Linked DNA regions of Ovis aries: region 2 is linked to region 1. The links are chromatin contacts, called in public Hi-C maps. All regions are on one chromosome and are shown on one strand. Each heading gives the region's core, a stretch centred on a gene start, on an enhancer-like site or on the middle of the called end of the contact. The rest is flanking DNA. Distances are from core to core; before and after follow the strand shown. Region 1 holds the start of FOXS1 (forkhead box S1). Region 2 overlaps CCM2L (CCM2 like scaffold protein).

The links. Hi-C and Micro-C count contacts between places; a contact is called where the count stands out from the background.
Region 2: a contact with region 1 is called in a Hi-C map of liver, with 4 times the contacts expected there. The contact joins the enhancer-like site here to the promoter of FOXS1 in region 1. A contact is called at or near these places in 5 of 16 Hi-C or Micro-C datasets (blood, liver and tail adipose tissue).

Annotation. Positions count from the first base shown.
Region 1 is chr13:61,048,791-61,055,530 of ARS-UI_Ramb_v3.0, reverse strand. It overlaps FOXS1 (forkhead box S1), which reads left to right and starts at 4,758. Exons shown (of 1, transcript XM_015099819.3): 1 at 4,758-6,072. The coding sequence starts at 4,819. The coding sequence ends at 5,811. It overlaps LOC106991529 (interferon regulatory factor 4-like), which reads left to right. Exons shown (of 5, transcript XM_042229990.1): 4 at 805-1,176; 5 at 1,640-6,072. The coding sequence ends at 2,073.
Region 2 is chr13:61,195,317-61,202,144 of ARS-UI_Ramb_v3.0, reverse strand. CCM2L (CCM2 like scaffold protein) reads right to left here. Exons shown (of 10, transcript XM_060397019.1): 2 at 5,631-5,798; 3 at 3,345-3,428; 4 at 3,069-3,249; 5 at 1,808-2,268. Among named protein-coding and RNA genes, the nearest start is that of CCM2L, 4.9 kb to the right of the region's middle. Within about 2 kb of position 1,819, at least 14 of the 54 cell types and tissues checked have an H3K27ac peak or open chromatin away from gene starts, as enhancers often do. A contact at or near this core is called in liver, where this site is marked.

The DNA.
Region 1 (6,740 bases), core at 3,509-6,008:
CCATGCAGACTCCAGATAACAAGAGCGAACATTTGTTGAGGGCTATGGCAACCCACTCCAGTGTTCTTGCCTGGAGAATCCCAGGGACGGTGGAGCCTGGTGGGCTGCCGTCTATGGGGTCGCACAGAGTCGGACACGACTGAAGCGACTTAGCAGCAGCAGCAGCAGCAGTAGCTTATGCCAGGCATCCTTCTAAGTCTCCCCACAGCCCTGTGAGATAGATATTGCCATTCCTGTCATTTTACAGATGCAGAAGCCAGACACAGAGATTAAGAACCCTGCCCAAAGCCACACAGTAACCTTGCGAAAGTTACTAAGAGGCCACAGTTCCTAAGTGGCAGTGAGAGATTAGAATCCAAGGGCCTGGCTACAGAGCCCACAGCCCTAACCACTGAGCATACTGCTAACTGGAGGCTGCTGTTTTATTGTTGTTGCTATTATTATTATTTCTTCCAGCACTAAAATCCTTGCTGGGAAGACGCTCCTAGAATTCCAGAAACTGGGGCTAGGAGGGCAGCAGTATCACGCCCTCATTGTACTGATGGCTCCAAACTCTGATTTTGAAGCTCAACTACCAGTTCCATCCTGGTAGTTAGATGTATCCGTTGAAAGTAGTTACACTGGAAGCTGCAATTACATACTACCACCACCACTACTGCTAGAATTATTATCACTTAACGGGAGAGAATGTCAGAAATTCCTGAGGTGGGGGCCGGGAGGACCGCTGGGTCCTCTGCCCGGTCGTGTGGATGGAGGGGAAGCCGGCGCCGCCAACGCCGGGCGCGCCCGCTCCCTTTCCCGCAGATTGCTGGCTGCACGTGCGGCTCTTCTACCGCGCGGAGCTGGTGCGCGAAGCCACAGCGCTGGCGGCCGAGGGCTGCAGCCTGAGCCCGCGCGCGGCCACCGCGGCCGCCGAGCGACTGCTGGGGCCGCCGCCGAGGGTCGCGCAGGTTCGCTTCCCGGAGCCGCCGGCCAGCGCCCACGTGCTGCGGCGCCTGCTGCCCCACCTGGAGCGCGGCGTGCTGCTGTGGGTGGCGCCCGAGGGCGTCTTCGCCAAGCGCCTCTGCCAGGGCCGCGTGTACTGGCGCGGCCCGCTTGCCCCGCACCGCGCGCAGCCCAACAAACTGGAGCGCGAGCGCACCTGCCAGCTGCTCGACACGCGCCGCTTCCTCGCGGGTAAGAGCGCGACAGCCGGGCCACGGGTTTGAGAATTCTGGGCCTGGGATGGACCTGGAAACAAAGGACATGACACGGAAACACCGAGAGTGGGAACGAATACGGACATGGGCCTGCAGCAGGTGGAGGTGTAGGCTTGTGGCAGGCTTGGGGCGCTGGGTGTGGGACAGAAGCCTAGGACCTGGGCACGTGTTGTCTTAGGGCATTAAGCACAAGGTGGGCATTGGGGCACTGGGCACAAGATAGGCATAGATGAGTGGCAGTGGGCATGGTAGTGAGCCTAGGGCACGAGGCACAGGGCCTGAGAATTAGAAGCGAGACATGAGACAGGCATAGGGATGTGGAAGTGGGCCTGGGCACATGGGGGATGTGGATTTACAGGACATGGTCAGGAGATATGAGCACAAGGTGGGCATCAGATGGGATCCCCCCACCCCAGACCCCACCATCTCGGTGCCCGTAGAACTGCGAGCCCACCTACAGGATGGTCGCCCGGAGCCCGAATACCAGATCCGGCTGTGCTTTGGTGAGGAGTACCCGGGGCCCCCGGACCAGCCCGAGGATCGGCTCATTATGGCCCATGTGAGTCACTTTCCACACCAGCGGAGAACCACCCCCCACCCAGCCCCTCTAAATAGCCTCTCACTGCTCCCTCCAGTCCCAGCTCTGCCCCTGACCTGCCATATGACCTCTGATCTGGAAGACCTCCTGTGTGAAAATGCATGTGGAGATGGGTTGTCACTCCCCACCCCTCAACAAAGTGGGTGGGTTAGGAGAAGTTTGGCTCATTCCTCCACCTCACTCTCACCCCACAGGTGGAGCCAGTCTTCGCCAGGGAACTCCTCCTGCACTCGAAGATTCACGGCCAGGTGCCCGGGTGGCAGGTTCCCAGCCTAGCATCCCCGACAGCATCAATCACCCTCTGATGCAGCTGAGTCAGCCCTAAGCGGCTTCTTCTTCATACCATACCCACTAAAAAACTCCCCACAGGGTATAGATCCCACCCTAGTCCTGCCCCAACTGAGCCAGGGGATTTAAGGTAGGTTGGGACAGTGGAAGCCAGTCACAGCCTTCAACCACTCAGCCACCAAGCTGGAGCCTGGGAACCAGGCGCAGAGATAGACAGCTGGACCTGAGGCATCAGGCTTGGAAATCAAACTCAACCTTGAGGCTCCAGAAATAACAATTAGGACAGAAACAAGGCTTGATCTTTTTGTTGAGAGTCGGACATGTCTACACTGGTTTACCTAAAGCAGACTCTTAACTGCAGTTGATCCGTTATAAAGTTTGCTTAAAGCTGAGTTTACTGGGAGTTCCCTGGCACTCCAGTGGTTAGGACCCTGCACTTCCACTGCTGGGGGCCCAGGTTGGAGGGATCCCTTGTCAGGGAACTAAGATCCTTCAAGCCCCACAGTCTGGCCAAAAAAAAAAAAAGGGGGGGGGGGTGGGGAGGGGTGGCTGAGTTTACTAATAATTAAACCCTTGGTATGGTTTAGACTGAAGCCCAACCAGTAACAGAACTGTCACACTTCTGAGGGGTTCTGAGTTTCCAGACCCTCATTCCACCTGCCACAAGTCTCTCTTCTTTGGAGGGGGTAAGCGGTAGTGGGGGTCGGGGCTCCCAAAACAGAGGACTTGACCTGAACTTGGGGCTTTGAATGCTAACTACTAAACCACCACCTGTAGATACTGACTTTGGAGAACCTGAGGCAGGCCTAGGATAGGAATCTAAGTGGGAGCCAGGAGTCCATCCCATCCCCAAGCCCCACCAATTTTTGCAAAATGTGAGTTGTAGGGAGTCTGTGAGGATTGGGAGGGAACCCCCTCCACCATGAAGGCAGTGACCCTGCCTTGTCAGTAAAGTCACTGTTTTCTACCCCAAATATCAGACCTTTTACCTTTTCTGATTTCTGACTTTATTTATGGGAGTTCTCTTACAGATGGCAATGTAATAAATTTTTCAGTGGTACATAAATAAGCCACTTTTACAGAGGAGAAACTGTGTGACTCCACAAAGGAGAGAAGTCAGTCAAATCACTATTTTTAAAATTCACTCTACAAATGTTTATTGAGCACCTACTCTGTTTCAGGCAAATGCTGCACACCAGGGATAGAGCAGACCATGGTCCCTATTCTCTTGGGGGTCACAAACCTGTTTTGCAGCAGTGGCCCGGTAACTGTCCTCTACCCCTGCCCCTCACAGAAGGAGTAGCATTAAGGAGGTCCAGACTTCGGAGTTGAAATCACAGCTTTGGTCTCTCATGAGCTGTGCCACCTCAGGCAAGGCACTTAACTTCTCTAAGCCTCAGATTCCTCATCTACTCTGAGGGCCTCTGGAGCAGAGTCAGTCTGAGAAGCAACTGTCGAGAGGGGAGGGGAGCTGGCCTAGCATGTCAGTGGCACGCAGGAGGTGCCGGCTGACTTGGTTTGCTTGGGGCTGGGAGAGCACGGTGGAGGTTGCTTCATCCTTCAGAAGCCTTGACTGTCCTGGGCTTCGCTGTACCCCCAGCCTAAGGCTGCAGCTATCGGAGAAACTCAAGGTGACAGTCCTCGTCATGCCCAAACCCTTACTCGGTGCCAGAACTCTAAAAGGGCACTGGATTCCGTGTAAGCTTTACCACAGCCTGGACAACTGCAGAGTCATCAGCTCCATTTTAGAGATGGGAAACTGAGGCTCAGCCAGAGAATTGGTTGAGAGCCTCTGGGAAGGGGGATGTCTCTGGCCTGAGGTCTGTCCTCCCCATACTAGTCACTAGAGGGCGCCAGCGCCCAGCAAGCCAGGTTTGGGCTGGCTCTCATAACCACCCTAGATGCCCCACCTCTTGCAGACCCCAGTGCTAGAAGGGCAGGAACAGTGTGACCCCGAGTGCTCTGCACTGCGGGGAGGAGAAAGAGAATCACGGGCCTGGGAGGACGAGGAAAGGAGAAAGAGGAAACCAGAGGTGGGGATTCAAGAGGCCCCTGAGGCTCTTCTCACAAAGCTCCCTGTGCTTGAGCCACAGATCCTACCTCTGCTCTCTCCTGAGAGTGTCTGCGTGTGTGTGTGTCTCCCTCGTCCTGTCTTGGTGGATTTCTCTCTCTTGTTCAGTTATTCTTTTTCTGTGCTCTGCGCACGTGCGCCTGTGCACGGGGCTGGCTCTCAGTGTCTCCCCTTTCGCGTCCACTTGCTGTCTCTTGTCTCCGCCTGTCTCCTCTGTGTGTTCCTGTCTCCCTCTTATTATGTCCCCGCCTCTCTTCCTCTCTGTCCTGCCTTTCTTCATTCTCTCTCTCTCTGCCTGGATCTCTTTTGGTTTCTGTCTCTGTCTCGCCCAGGTGCACATCCTGTCCGTCCTCCACCACCACCACCAGCCAGCACACGTGGGCTGAGGGTCTCAGTCCCTTCCCTCACGTGCCTCCTCACCCTGGGCAGCTGCTCACAGCTTCCCAATCCTGGCCTCTGCTGCCCGCCCCTCTTGAGCCTGGGGGGAGGGGAGCGAGGGAGGAAGGGAGGGCAGCCTGGCGGGCCCACCCCTTTTTGCCTTTCCAGGCTGGGAGGCTGGGCCAGTGGGCCTTTTAACCAGCCTGGGCAGGCTGTGCCGGACACCAGCCCTGGACATCGTGCCTGGCCTCTGCGGTTCCGGCAGCCCGGCCAGCCCGGCCAGCATGCAGCAGCCGCCCCCACCCGGGCCCCTGGCCCCTGCGGCCGAGCCAACCAAGCCTCCTTACAGCTACATCGCCCTGATCGCCATGGCCATCCAGAACTCTCCAGGGCAGCGGGCCACACTCAGCGGCATCTACCGCTATATCATGGGCCGCTTCGCCTTCTACCGCCACAACCGGCCGGGATGGCAGAACAGTATCCGCCACAACCTGTCACTCAACGAGTGCTTTGTCAAGGTGCCCCGCGATGACCGCAAGCCGGGCAAGGGCAGCTACTGGACGCTGGACCCCGACTGCCATGACATGTTCGAGCATGGCAGCTTTCTGCGCCGCCGCCGGCGCTTCACCCGACGGGCAGGTGCCCAGGGCGCCAAGGGCCCCACCAAAGCACGCCGTGGACCCCTCCGAGCCACCAGCCAGGACCCAGGAGCCCCCGACATCGCAGCTAGCAGACAGTGCCCATTCCCACCGGAGCCACTGGAACCCAAGGGCCTAAGCTATGGGGGTCTGATGGGGGCCTTGCCAGCCAGCATGTGCCCGGCTACCACTGATGCCAGACCTCAGACACCCTCAGAGGCCAAGGAGATCCCCACGCCCAAGGCTGCAGGCCCAGGGGAGCTCCCTGGGGCCACCTCGTCTTCCTCGTGCCCTGCTTTTGGCTTTCCCACCAGCTTCTCTGAGGCTGAGGGGTTTAGCAAGGCCCCTGCACCCCTCTTGACCCCCGAGGCCACCATCGGGAGCAGCTACCAGTGCCGGCTGCAGGCGCTGAATTTCTGCATGGGGACTGACCCAGGACTCGAGCACCTCTTGGCCTCAGCAGCCCCCTCCCCTGTACCATCCACCCCTCCAGCCTCCCTCCGGGCCCCGCTGCCCCTGCCAGCTGACCCCAAGGAACCCTGGGTTGCAGGCAGCTTCCCTGTCCAGGGAAGCTCCAGCTACCCATTGGGGCTGACCCCCTGCCTGTACCGGACGCCAGGAATGTTCTTCTTTGAATGAAGGCCAGCCGGCCTCAGGCCGTCCCTGCATAGCCCCTGCCAACTACGCCCTCCAGGTTGAGCCTGACTCTGGGATCTGGGGAGCTCTCAAAGGACACGGGCCTGGCAAGCCCACGACATCTGGGACAGAAAGCCAAGATTGCAGCGGTGAACACTCAGCCAGCCCTAGGGCCTCTGGACAGACTTGGGGGTGAGGGGAAGCAGGGCCCCCTGGGGATTTACTCTGTGGCTCTCAGGGCCAATAAAGCCAGTGTGATGATGAGGGTCAGTCTGCTGGATGGTTGGCAGCTGAATACCAGGACGCCTGGTTCCATGTGGAGTGGGAGTGGTTGTGGGGTTGAATGGCAGGGGCAGGGGACCCCAGATAGATATGTCTCACATGAGGCTCTCTACTGCTGGGGACTTTCTCAGGAGGTTTCCCAGGAAGGCAGAGGAAGGGGGAGCAAGGAGTGGGAGAGAGAGAGAGGAGGGATCCAATCAGGAGAGATGCCCAGCAGGGTTGGGGCTGGGCGGCACTGAGGGGCTGACCCTCCAGCCCCAAAATCTGTGACTCGGCTCCCTCATGATGAGCAGCCACAATACCTGTGACCATTTGTGGTATTTATCTTGTCCTGGGCTCATATATATCTTCTCATATATATATGTGTGGGACAGAATGTTATCCCCATTTTACAGTGGTAGAAACTGAGGCTCAAAGAATTTGGGGCTCACTAGCTCTGGCTCCAAATGGCAAATGAGTGGCAGAGAAGAAATCCAAACCAGGTCTGTGTGGCTCTACCCACCCCCACCCCTACCCCCCAACAACCAATCCTAACTTGCAGTTTGAGTGAGGCTGCAGGGTGGCACATAGGGTCACCCCCTCAGAGGGAGGGGGCATTTTTTGAAGCCTGGCGTGCCAGGGCTAAAAAGCCACCCCTCACCCCTAACACA
Region 2 (6,828 bases), core at 570-3,069, 150 kb before region 1:
CAACTAATGAAGAGTCCATCTTCATGAAGTCATTTCTTATTTTGTGCTTCTCAAAAAGTCAGCCCAGGGTGTAAATTAAAATGTAACCTCAGGACAGGCATTTTGGGATGAGGGAGTGAAATTATCATTAAACCAGGATTGATCCTTATAATAACCCTATCAAGTGGACAGAGAAGAGGGGATCCTTATTTTATGAGAGTGGATAAGTGACTCATATAGCAGGCTCATGGCTTTGGTTAATGTTGGCACCCAGGTTTTTTGACTCTAACTCCTATACCCTTCTTGGGACCACGATGCCTCAGATTGCAGGCCAGAGGCTCAGATACTCCCGGGAAAAAAAAAAGCCTTATTTATTTACTCATTCTACAAATTATTACTTATTTCCACTGTGTGGCAGGCACCGGGCTGGGTTCTGGAGTCTCAGAGGTGAATTAGGTAAGGCCTAAAGCCCTCCCAGCCTAGTGGAATAAACAGGGCACACTGGTACCTATGTCTGGAATTGACTTTCTTGGCTCTTTGCCCTGCTGCTTCCTTCTCTCTTCCACATTTCAGTTTAAAAGGCACAAACTCACTTTCCTCTGAAAAATGGATCTCCTTCCTCCTTATCATTTCAAGTTGCCTGTTTTTTTGTTGGTCCCCATCACAACATATTGTAATATATTACGAACTAATCCATCTACTCAATATATTTATTGAGCAGCTAGGAAATGGCAACTCATTCCAGTATTCTTGCCTGGAGAATCCTGTGGGCAGAGGAGCCTGGTGGGCTACAGTCTGTGGGGTTGCAAAGAGTCGAACATGACTGAAGTGACTTAGCATGAACGCACACATATGCCAGGCACTTTTCTAGGTGCCAAGGATAAATGGGAAAGTGTTTCAAGTCCACTCCATAGCCTGAGTTTACTGGTTACTATCCACCTTTCTTTCTAAAGAGGCATCATGTCCATTTTGTTCACCACATGGGATTTATATATAGGGGGAGTTCAAGGCCCTGGGTCAGAGAAAAAGCTTACAAGTCTCAGGGTTTGAAGGTGTCTGCTAGACAGTGAGCTCCCTAAGGGAGGACACTAATTATGTCTTGTTCATTTCTGTATCCATGTCACCTAGACCAACGCCTAGCAGAAGCTGGTACTCAATAAACATGGTCAAATAAATAAAAGCAAGGGTGAATGTGGAGGATAGAGGGTGGGGCAAGAACTGCGGGAAATCTTATGCTTTGGGTGATGACCATTGTTACCAAGAGTACGGGCTCTGAACTTTCGGGTCCTAGTGTTGAAATCACCGCCTGCTTCCTGTGCGACCTTGCACAAGTTGCTTAGCCTCTGTCTGTTTCCTTCTCTGTAGAATAGGAATGATGGTAATATTTGCCTCTAGGGGTTAACCTGAGAACAAAATGATTAATGCTGGTTTCCTGTCTGGCACAGGTCGGGCACTCAGTTCGTGCTGGTGATCACTGTCCTCATGATTCTTACTGTGGTAGTGCGGAGACTGACGATTTTGGGGAAAGAGGAGGGCTGGAGGAGGGATTAGATCTAAGTCTGGGCCATTTTGAACTTTCATCCCTCCGGGACAAGTAAGGGGGAGGTGTCCGGGAGCTGGAGGGTAGAAGCCTTTTGCCGTTATGGGCGCACAGTGCCTGAAATCCTGGGGAGTAGGGCCAAAGGAGGGAGATGAAAACGGACGGGGGGACGCGGGAGTGGGGGCGGAGGGTTGCGGGGGTAGGGGCAGAGGGATGGGGGCCGGGGCGCGGGGGTGAAGACGTGCCCTGGAGGCAGGGTGCAGGAGCGCAGGGTGCCCTCGGGCTCACCCTGTTGGCCACAGCCAGAATGACCAGGTTGCAGTAGGCGTCGGGGCTGGGGTCCTGCGGGTCTAGAGGGTTGGGGCCCGGGTGGCGCCGCTCCCAGCTGCCACCGCCGCCGCCCGCCTGCCTCCGCTCCCAGCTGCCGCCTGGCTTTCCCGCGCCGCCGCCGCCGCCGGCGTGCCGCCGCTCCCAGCTGCCGCTGAACGTCTGCCGCCGCTCCCAGCTGCCCGACGCCCGCGCCCCGGCGCGCTGGCGCTCCAGGCTGCCGCCGCCGCCGCCCCCGGCCCGGGCCTCTGCGCCTGCGCCGCCGCCCCACGCCATCCGCCAGTCCAGGCTGCAGATGGTGTGGCGCCGCTCGGTGGTGCCCACCCGCCGCTTTTCGGGCGCCAAGCCCGGTGGGCCCGGGTCGCGCCCCGCCCCGCCGGGGCTGGCGTCTACGCCGGCTGGCACCGGGTCCACGCCCAGACCTAGGAGAGGTCGGGTGGCCGTCAGAGCAGGAGATCCAGGCTAAGCGCCCCCTCTCCCGACGCCAGCTGGGGGTCCTGACCCGCCGCTGCGGGATGGGGGTTTGGGAGTGAGTCCCCTGGCCCTTGTGCTCAGGCCACACCCCTAGCTTCAAAGTCAGGAGGCCCGACCCCGCCCCACCCTCAGGCTCCACCCCTGGATCTGGCCTTTCCCACCCATCCCACTCCATCCAGACGCCCCTTGCCTCGGACCCTGCCGTCTGATCTGAGTAGTGGTCAGGCTATCGCCTCCCTCTTTACTGTTAACTCTGACCCTGTTCTTGGTTTCGGGAACCTCTCCTTGGATCCAAGCTTCCCTTCAGCCCCGCCCCTGGTCTCAGGCCCCCGCCCCTAGCTTGGCAGGGTCTCACACCTCCCACCAGGTAGCTCAGCCGCGAGTCCCGCCCCCCAGTGTACGGCTCCGCCCCTAAGTGAGACGCCGCTTCTTGCCCCAGGTACCCTCCTAGCCTCAGAGCTTTGCTACCCATGAATCACGAGTTCAGGCCTCAGGATTCTGGCTTCTCCATCATTTCTGAGATGGTGGGTCAGGCCGCCCTCCTTCAACCCTCAACACTAGGCTCCCACTTCTTGCAAACAGCCATGCCCTATCCCTAGTCTGGGGGTAGTTTGGTCAGGCCTTCCATTACCCCATCCTCCAGCCTCAGGCCCCGCCCCCGCCCCAGGCTGCGCCCATTTCTATGTGCCGGGCCGTTCTCTACCCTTTCCCCTCCCCGCCCTGCCCCGCCCTGCCCCGCCGACCGTACCGGTCTTCAGCACCAGCAGGTGCAGAGCGTCGTCCTGCAGGTAGGAGGCGGCGGCAATCTCGTGCGTGGGTATACGCAAGATAAGCTCCTCGTTGTCGCGCCAGGTGAGCAGCAGGCAGCGGGCCGACAGGCTCAGGATGCTGTCTTGCTCCGCCGTGGTCTTCAGCGGCAGCTCCTTCAGCTGCTGCGGGGTGGGTCGGATCTCCTGAGTCCCGGTGGCTACGGGTGGGAAACGTAGGGAACCAGACCCTGTCCTCCCCTCTCCCGGCGCCTCACCCTGGCCGTGTCCAGCAGCTGCAGGAGCTCGTCCCGGCTGGAGGGGTTCAGCGAGGAGGTGACCCAGGTGAGGTGACCCAGGAACTGTATAGAAATGGGACGGGGGTGGGGGTGGTGGGAGAAGGGCAGAGAGGTTACCTTGAAGCCGCGGAGGACCCTGACCTCACTGACACCGTAAGGGTAGACTGAGATAGAAATATCTGAATTAATAATAATGGCTTGGTAATAACTGTTATTAAAGCAATCCTAGGACCCATAGTCCTGCGAGTTTTATGTACTCATTCATCCTTACTTTGAGGATGAGAAAACTAAAGCACAGTCAAAATAAATAACCTGCCCAGTATTATCTATAATAGAAAGGGTGGAGCTGGACTCCACACACCAGAACCCACACTCTCACAGCTAGCTTATTTTTGCTAATATAAGCTTACTTTATGAACATACAGTTATTTGACTATGGCAGAAGCAAAGGTCACTGTAATAGCTTGAAAGAACAGGCCACTTGTGATTTCCCACTTGGCCTGAGTGGCTCCTGTTCATCCCAAGCACCCGTGTCAACAGGTCACTGGCCTTCTTTATGACCTTGTTGCAGAAATTAAGTGGGAAGGAAAGAATATTGTATCAAGTTAGTGTATAATTTTGTCAGAAAAATAAGTAAATAAATCATTCATTCTTACTTATAGCTTAATGTTACTTATAGCTAAATGTCATTAAGTGTAAGAATTAACATTTTTCATTATTTTTATTTTTATTCTTACAGGTGAATTCTACCAATCATATCATTTCTCTTCTTTTTATTCTCTATAAAGTTTTAGTCCCCAGTTTTTTAAGTGGATTTGTTAGCTTTTCACTTTATAGGGTTGCCAGATAAAATACAAGATGCCAATTAAATTTGGTTTTCATGTAAACAACTAATTTTTTAGTTTGTTTTTAAAGTAATTTTAGTCTCATGTAACACTGGGTATATATTAATACTAAAAAATATCATTGCCTACCTGAAATTCAAATTTTTAATAAAAACTTTATTGAAGTATAATTGATTTACAATGCTTCAGGTATACAGTCAAGTGATTCAGCTGTATACATATATAATATATATATTCTTTTTCATATTCTTTTCCATCATAGATTATTACAAAATATCAACTATATTTCCCTGTGTTATACAATAGGTCCTTGTTGTTTATCTAGTTTATATATAACAGTGTGTGTTAATCCCAAACTCCTAATTTATCCCTCCCCCTACCAAAATTTAAATTTAACTGGGTTCCTGTTTTTGCTAAATCTGACACTCCTACCCCCATATCAATCTTTGTTGGGTAAAGAGGATTCTCCACTGCTCCTTCATGGTGCGCATGAAATAGAAGTAAAGCCCTTGAATTGGCCCAAGTCCCTGTGACTTGCAGAACTGGCTTCCTTTAATCTGGACACCATCCAAGTAGCAGTAATGTCACTGCAGTAAAATCTCACAAGATGGAGACTGGCTTTTCAGTGCACAGGGCAACTTCCTATCTGCTCTGCCCTTGGGGTAGACTTTGAGCCCTGTGTTGAGATGGGAACACTGAGGCTGAGCGGATGGAGGTCACTTGCTGAGGGTTCCCAGCATAATGCACGTGCAAGGCTGGGTTGACTCCAGGCCTCTTTCCCCTGAGCCTCCCCTGTGTCAGACAAGGCTGGTCATAGGTTGGTGTGCAGGAGAGGTAAAGTCTTTCCTGATGGGGTCCAGAACACGCCACCCTAAAATATGGCACCTCAGCACATTGACTATTTTAAACTGAAGGAGTCAGAGGAAACGACAGCAGCAGGAAGGTCATTCAGAATTCCCCTGCATCATCCTTCTTCCCTGAAAGCAGGAGATAAATCTCCTTGGTAAAAGGTACCAGGAGATTTCAGAGTACCAGCAGGAAGGGAGACCGCCTTATCACCAGAGACAGGGAACTGAGGGCCGAGAAGTCTGTTTAAACAATCCTTGTTCCTCCTTTACCGTGTACTACCCCTACTCCGAACACCTCTGCCTTGTCAGTTCTTCGCAGATTTATTGTTTCTTTGTCCAAAATGTATAAAAGTTTCTGGCTCTAGTCACTTCTCAGGGTCTTCCATTCTCTCCCTGGACGTTCTCATGTACAGGTGAAAATTTAATAAAATGTGTGTGTTTTTCTCCGGTTAATCTTTGTTCAGTTTAAATTTCAGATCCAGCCAGGGACCCTAGGAGGGTTGAGGGAAACTTTCCCCCTAATCCATTGTCCCCAGATCCTTTGCACCCCTCCCCCCTCATCCCACGCATACCTTGACCTCTTTCTCCAGATAGTCACAGAGCAGAATCTGAGGGTCGATGAGGTAGTCGGGGGGATAGAGAGGCATTGAGTGCAGGGGGCGGCGGCTCACACTGCTCCGACAGGCTGCCCGGCGTGCAGCCTTGGGGAACACCAGCCTCCGGATGGGGGACACAAAGCCCTGGGGGAGCAAGGGCGTGAGGGTAACAGCAATAATAATAGCCACTGACTTGGTCTTCTCCAGCACCAGCACTTATACGAAGCATTATATTATCTAATTGCATTCTAACAAAAACACTGCAGGGAGGGGCAGGTTACCTCTGTGATTTCCATTTTACAGATGGAGAAACTGAGCCTCAGAGAGAGCTAGTAATGTTACCAGCTAGTGGCTGTAGAACCAATAGTTCACCCTGGGCAGTCTGGCTCCAAACCTTCATTCTAAATACCCAGGTTAGAGGTGAGTTTGGGGGAGAATGGATACATGTCTATGTATGGCTGAGTCCCTTTGCTGTTCGCCTGAAACTATCACAACATTGTTAATTGGCTAACCCCAATACAAAATAAAAAGTTAAAAAAAAAAATAAACACCCAGGTGACAGTAGGAACCTACCTAGGCTAGGCTGGGGCAAGTACAGAAGAATATTAACATCCAATCTGGCTGAATGGTAGGTGCATAGGTATTTATTAAGCTATTTTCTGTGCTTTCCTCAATATTAGAAATGATTGATTTCTAACTAATGATACTGTAGTATAATCCAGTGAGCACCTGCATAAAAATGGCCTGGGTCTAGATTGAAGGAGCAAATTCTAGGGCCTCAACTCAGCCCAACAGAATTTAAACACTCAGGAAAGTGTGAGCACTGATTTAGAGTAGTGGTTCTCAGTGTGTGGTTCCTGGGTCTCCACCACCAGCAGTAGCAGCATCACCTGGGAATTTAAGAGAAATTTACATCCTTGTGCTCCATCCCAGACCTATTGGATCAGAAACTGGGATGAGACCCCCATGATCTGTGTTTTAACAAGCACCCCAGGTGATTCTAATGCCCAGTTCAAGTTTTACAATCAGTATCATGGATCCTGGATTAAGTACAGGGAAGCTCTGGGCAATGAGATCAAGCAATCTGGGAACAAACATTCCAAGAAGAGGGCACAGCATGTGCAATACCCTGGGGGCCGCAAGGGCTGGATGAGCACAAGCCTGGAGAAGAAGT